Linked DNA regions of Mus musculus: region 2 is linked to region 1. Evidence: chromatin contacts called from public Hi-C data. All regions are on one chromosome and are shown on one strand. Each heading gives the region's core, a stretch centred on a gene start, on an enhancer-like site or on the middle of the called end of the contact. The rest is flanking DNA. Distances are from core to core; before and after follow the strand shown.

Region 1 (3,076 bases), core at 385-2,884:
AAGGAGATGTTTTCCTAAGTACCATGTCCAAAACGATTTGGGCTTGAACTGCACAAAGGTTATTATCACAGAGGATGGTGGCCAGCTGTTCTTCATTTCCTCAGAAAACAAGATGAGAAAAATGGAGCATTTAGGATGGAATTGTAAGAATTCAAGCTTCCTGAAATTCTGAGTTGGTTAACAGCAAAAAGACCCCACATCACAAAGCTACACAGTAGATGTCTCTCATCCACTGTTGCTTTTATTTTGTTGAGGGCAAAGTGGCATTGTTAAGACAGTTCATATACAATGAAGATACATACAGCCAACAAAATAATGAATTTGATCTTCATAAAAATTTCTCCCAGTGAAAATAAAAGTGGGAAAATTTTAAGTAATACAACTATGGGAACCGGGCTATACACAAAGAGTAATTTATTTAGTCACACTGTGGTGTCAAAGAATCTCAGAAAACGAAATATTTTAGGAGTCAGAAATGGATTCATTTCACACCACAGATGTAACAAACATATTCCAAGGAACATAGTAACTTCCCCCAGACGTTAATGATTGCCTTTAGAAACATGAATTCACAAAGAAAAGGAAAATCATAATATTTTAGTCAAAGAAGGCATAGTACTATCTCTTAGACATTTATTAGCTAGATAGTTATTTAGATAGAGAGATAACTGCACATTTAAAAAACCATAAAGGGCATACGGATGTCCATGGATGTTTGATTGGAGGACGCTTCATGCTGGGATTTTAAAACTGTATTTAAAAGCAAATAGTGAGATAGTAATTTCCAGGACCTTTGCAGGAAACCAGTAGTAGGAAAAACAGGCATTCCCAGGCCATTTGCACACATAATCAATCCATCTTTGCCAGGCTTTTGAGTCCCATAAAACACTCCCTTTTGTGTTTTCCATTCAACTGGAATGAAAATTTCTATTGAGCCTCATTCCAGACGCCCCATGAGACAGAGGTACCTTTCAGCACTCGGCACTTCACAGAGTACGTCCCCATTGAATGGGAGCACCTCAAGAGACATGTGTCAGAAATGAGGGGTTACTGAATTTCACCCTGAGAGATTTCCTTCTCTGAGACCATCACAATAGAACACCTCTTTTATCTCAGGTGATTTCCAGCTTCTCTTATACCTCATATGTATTTTTATGAGGCTTGATTTTTACAGGAAAAATATATAAGGTATATATTAAGTAAGCATATAAATGTATAACTTTTTAGTAATTTTAATCTATGAAACTCTTTTTTATAAGCATGAAGAATACAATAAAACAACATTAAGGTAGTTTTAGGATACAAGAACATCCAGACGTAAACTCCTGGGGCATTCAGGCCAGGGGCCATAGCAATCCTCATCATAGGCAGAAGTGGGGTAATTTCTCCAAGGTTAGGAAGCCATTTAGTTTCTTTAGAAACTATCCAGTTATATTACCCAAGGAACAAATCACATGGACATCCAAGAGTTGGATAGGATGTTACACTAGGAGAGAAGTGATTATTTGTCATACTGCCTTATCCTTGTATGGCGCAGCTCCAAGGATCCTCTGAGTCAGCTGCCTAGCTCTCTTCCCTAAAAATACTTTCCCTTCATACAAATACAGCCAACTTTCAAAGAAGCAACAGTTTGTCATAGTAGGTATGAGTACAGATGCTAGATTCTGAATGAATGAGCTCAGATTCTAACTTTGCCTCCTAGCTGTGCACCATTTGGCTGTCACTTAACTTCTCTGAGGCTTTCTTTCTGCCTGATGAAGCAAGGATTTGGTAATACTTCCCTCACATGCTTGTTTTAAGGACTTTAAAATGTGCTTAGGGCTTTATCGGTTTGCCTATGTGTTTGTAAGATTAGAGGAGGAAGATGGACTGAAGGAAAACACATAACTTCAAGAAAGCCAAAGTAATAATAACAACCTGCTACTTGAAAATGCCATGCTCTTTTCATCCTGCCTGTGGCACCAGTATGCCAGACTTGATTTTGTTTTAGAGTAAAGTGAGTGTGAGTCTTCGTTTCCTCATAAATATGAAGCAATAGGTACAGTGTCGCATGATCGCCAGCTTCGGAAACATAGAGGATGCTGTTCTACAGGAACTGCACATGATGCTTCACTCACAGTATGCCTTTCCTGACCAAGGGGATAAGAAATGGATGAGAAAGACAGAGTTTAAGGAAAGACAAGGCCTTCAGAGAAAATGAGTATCTGAGTTTCAGATGATGTCTTCTAAATGGCTCTCTTTCAAGGTCCCTTTAACAGGGCACAAGGATGCCTTCCTTCTCCCAACCTTTATAGAAACCATCATAACCAAGTTTGCATTTGGACATTTAGGCAACATTAAGCAAGCACACATGCTGTGTGTCTGAGACTCTGCTGCGTTAGGCAAGGGGGTAAACAAAAGCACCAATTCACACAGATAGATAAGATACAATCTGCACCAGCTAGGAGCTTACGGTTTCTGTTTAAACAAGATCTGCCATGTAATCAAGAATGAAAATAATGGTGCCCTGTGTGATCAAAAGTAGGAGAGAAAGAGGCTAAGACACAAGGAAAAGTGAAGCTCTGCATTATTTACTCATTGCTGTTACAACATACTGGACCAAAGAAGGAAGGATTTTGGCTCACAGGTTGATGATATAGTCCATCAGAGCAGAGAAGTCAAGGCAGCAGGCCTGGAGGCAGCTGGTTACATGGAATCTGCAGTCAAGAAATAACTCATGAATACTGGTGGCTTAGCTCTCTTCTTTTTATTCACTCCAGGCACCCAGCTTATCAAATGGTGTTGCCCACATTTAGGATGGGCTTTCCCACTTCAGTTAACCTCTATCCTGGACTTGCCCAGAGGTTTATTGCCTAGGAGATCTTAGATGCCATCAGACTGACAAAGAACATCAGTTACCATAAGCTTTGTTTAGTGAGAATTGCTGACCTCATGAAGATAACATGTTTTAGTATAGGGTTTTTTTGTGTGTGTGTAAATCATAATTATATTTAATGTGTAGTTTTATATTAAATTACAATAGCATTTACGTTTCCACAAAAATGGGAAACGAAAGACAAAGTCAAAGTATGTTTTC
Region 2 (2,911 bases), core at 162-2,661, 210 kb after region 1:
ACTCATTTCTTTTTCTTTACCATCAAGAGGATTTGACCTCACCACCACACTCTTGCAGAACCAGCGTTGCGAAGTACGGCAGAGTACCACAGTCTATTTTCAGCATAGTTCACAGATGGTGACAGCTACTATAGGAGATTAAGCAGGCAAACATAGGTATTCAGTGAAGCAGAGGCAGCAAATGCATTGTCAGCAAGAGAACCATGGGAGCCTTTCCTATAGTTACCTTCTCCTTTCTCCCTAACAACCTACCAGTAGCACTTTGATTTCCCAGTGTGTTGCTGATTCTACTCAAGCTTTCTGCTGTTTCAGAGCAAACACTGGTTGCAGTCACATGTTGTCTCTACCTGAGCCCGGACTCACAACACCAGGCACAAAAGACAAAACAGTGTCTATAGCTACAGATCTTAACCCCAGCTCCAGACCCACTGTGCTATGATTCCTTTTCTGGGGTTTACAGTGAACACTACCATGTGTCTTTCTAGTGTCATGGGGTTTGCCAAGTGTCAGGGTACACATGTCAGGGATACTTGCACAGCAACGTGGCCTTACTAAATATCTGTAACTGCTGAGTCCTGATAAACGATGTCATCCCTCCACACCTCACATCAAACGGAAAGCCACAGGACTTCCAGATGTGGGTATGCTAGAGACAGAAGCTGCCTACCAGCTTCTGTGCTTCTTTTCTGGTGATAGCAGAAGAAATGTGTCATGCACATTCTCTTCTGGGCAAGGCATTCCTAGCCTACTCAAACTTGATTGATGTGGCAAGCTCTTGAAACTTGGTCATTTTTTCTGTCCTCTGGGACACATTTATTTACTGAAAGCTCCAAGCACTTGCCCTTTGTTACTTGATTACTCTGATACCATGATCTCTCTAATCCAGGGAACCAATGTGCTCCATTCTTCAGAGTGCCCCAGTTCAGTTCTCTCTGAACTATGACAAGAGTTGAGAAAACCAAATAGCCCTGAAAAAAAAAAGGATAAGAACAGATGCATACCATCATTTTTCTCATGAGTGAAAAATGTTTTGTATCCTATTTTCTGATAGAGATAAGTAAAATAAACACACTCACCAGATCAAGATCTCGATCACTTATGTGGAGGGTATTTTAATCTCCTTTAGTAGAGTAGCTGATACAGTCCAGTGACTACACCTGGGTTATTACTAGGCATCAAACTGCCTCAGGTGAACTCCACGTTTCACCCCTAAGTTCTTATGGTGAATTACTTAACTCTTCTGGACCAATTTCTATACATATCAAATGGAGACTGCTACTGTAGCTGAATAATGGCCAGATAGGAGTTAAACGTCCTTTAGGCAGGAGGGCAAAAGCCATGGAAGTTATTGAGTTAGTCAAGTAATGTACATGACCTCCCCTAGATGGGTGAATGACCTTTCAGTTGGGCTGAGAGAACACACAGAGGACATGTGTCCCCTGCCCTGCCCCCATTCCCCCCTGCTTCAACTTGCAATGTGTTAAAAAATGACCAATCTGAATAAATATTGCCTCAATCTCCACCAAATTCACTCAGCAAAATCTTTAACAGCCCTTCTGGTAGGACAATGTGATGCTATTCCTCCTTGGGAATCCTTCCCATGCTCCTGATTTCCTCTCTTATATTAATTTAATAAATTTATATCGATTCTGCTCTCTCCACACCCATGTTGCCTCATCCACTGGCTCAGGGTGGCTTCAGTGGCTTCTAATCAACTGAAATTCCATCTCTAGTTACACTCACTAAAAGTCAAAAGAAGCCCTGTCATTCTCAAAGAACCCAAACAAATAGGGCAACTATATGGATTAAAATGAGAAAATCCATACAGAGTCCTAATAACTAGTCCTGGGATACAGTAATTACCAAATAAACGCCAACCTTCATCCAGTTCAGAGTTACAGCACAGCTTAATTTAATAAGATTCTACAACTAGAGTTTTCTTTTCTATAAAGTGAATCTACCACACATGTAGTTTAGGGTGCAATCATGGAGAAATATGAGACAGGGTTAATTTTTACACCACCAGCATTGCTGTGAGTCACAGATTATTCATGCAGTTTATAAACCGAACACAGAGTTATTAAGGCAGAATGTTTGCTCAGCTCCTTGATGTTCCCAACTCTGCACCATTTGCAGTAGCCAAGCTAGCCAGAGTGTAATGGATCATCATGTAGTATAATGATGGCCCTTCTATCAGGCTCCAGAGCAGAGTCCAACTGCCAGCCCATTCATTATGCACATGATCTACACAGGCACAGCATGCTTCTCCACCCACAGTATCTCTCTTACTTTACTTTTCCTACTATGCCAGGCGTTCAGTTACATGGCGGGAAGAGTTAGATACATACAGAATAGAAGGAGAAATCCATGTGGAGCATCCATGACCCCTTGCCTATGATGCCCTAGTTCACTAACCAGTCCAGATGGACGTCCCTCCCACTTTAACAGCTCTAGGACCCATGTTATATGGGGAGAAGCGAGCTAAAAAGAGAGCAACATTTTGTGTTATTTGTGTGTCTACTTACATGCTAAACAAATAGGATTGTTTCACGAGCTACAGTCAGCTTACTGTCTCACTGATGACAGGGCAATACTGAGTTTTCATTGACACTGAGCATGCAACTTGCAGAGAAGCTAATTCTGTGCAGCAGAGGCTATGCCCCTGGCTCTGCTTTGAACTGCAGGAGACAGTCACCATGTTCTTTGCTCAGAATCATAAGGAAAATTGTTTATAACCAGCACATGAGCAGACAAAGCTTTTTTGTTCAAAGGAAGTATCATTAGAGAACTCCCACCTGCAGGATATTTCATCCATTTCCACCGCATTCCTCTCTTGGAGTACTCTGAATCAATGCAATATGCAAAAATGACCTCTTTGCAGAGAAAACCACTCAACACACACAGAGAGGGG

The links. Hi-C and Micro-C count contacts between places; a contact is called where the count stands out from the background.
Region 2: a Hi-C map of the 3T3-L1 cell line shows a contact between it and region 1, with 2.6 times the contacts expected there. The contact joins two enhancer-like sites. A contact is called at or near these places in 6 of 484 Hi-C or Micro-C datasets (the 3T3-L1 cell line, the F1.1 cell line, the Patski cell line and 2 more) and 2 of 115 datasets of contacts at active chromatin or transcription factors (fibro-adipogenic progenitors and pancreatic cancer cells).

The regions. Positions count from the first base shown.
Region 1 is chr1:81,738,622-81,741,697 of GRCm38.p6, forward strand. It overlaps the pseudogene Gm5530. Among named protein-coding and RNA genes, the nearest start is that of Mir6344, 390 kb to the right of the region's middle. Within about 2 kb of position 1,635, at least 37 of the 459 cell types and tissues checked have an H3K27ac peak or open chromatin away from gene starts, as enhancers often do.
Region 2 is chr1:81,949,635-81,952,545 of GRCm38.p6, forward strand. No RefSeq gene overlaps it. Among named protein-coding and RNA genes, the nearest start is that of Mir6344, 180 kb to the right of the region's middle. Within about 2 kb of position 1,412, at least 40 of the 459 cell types and tissues checked have an H3K27ac peak or open chromatin away from gene starts, as enhancers often do.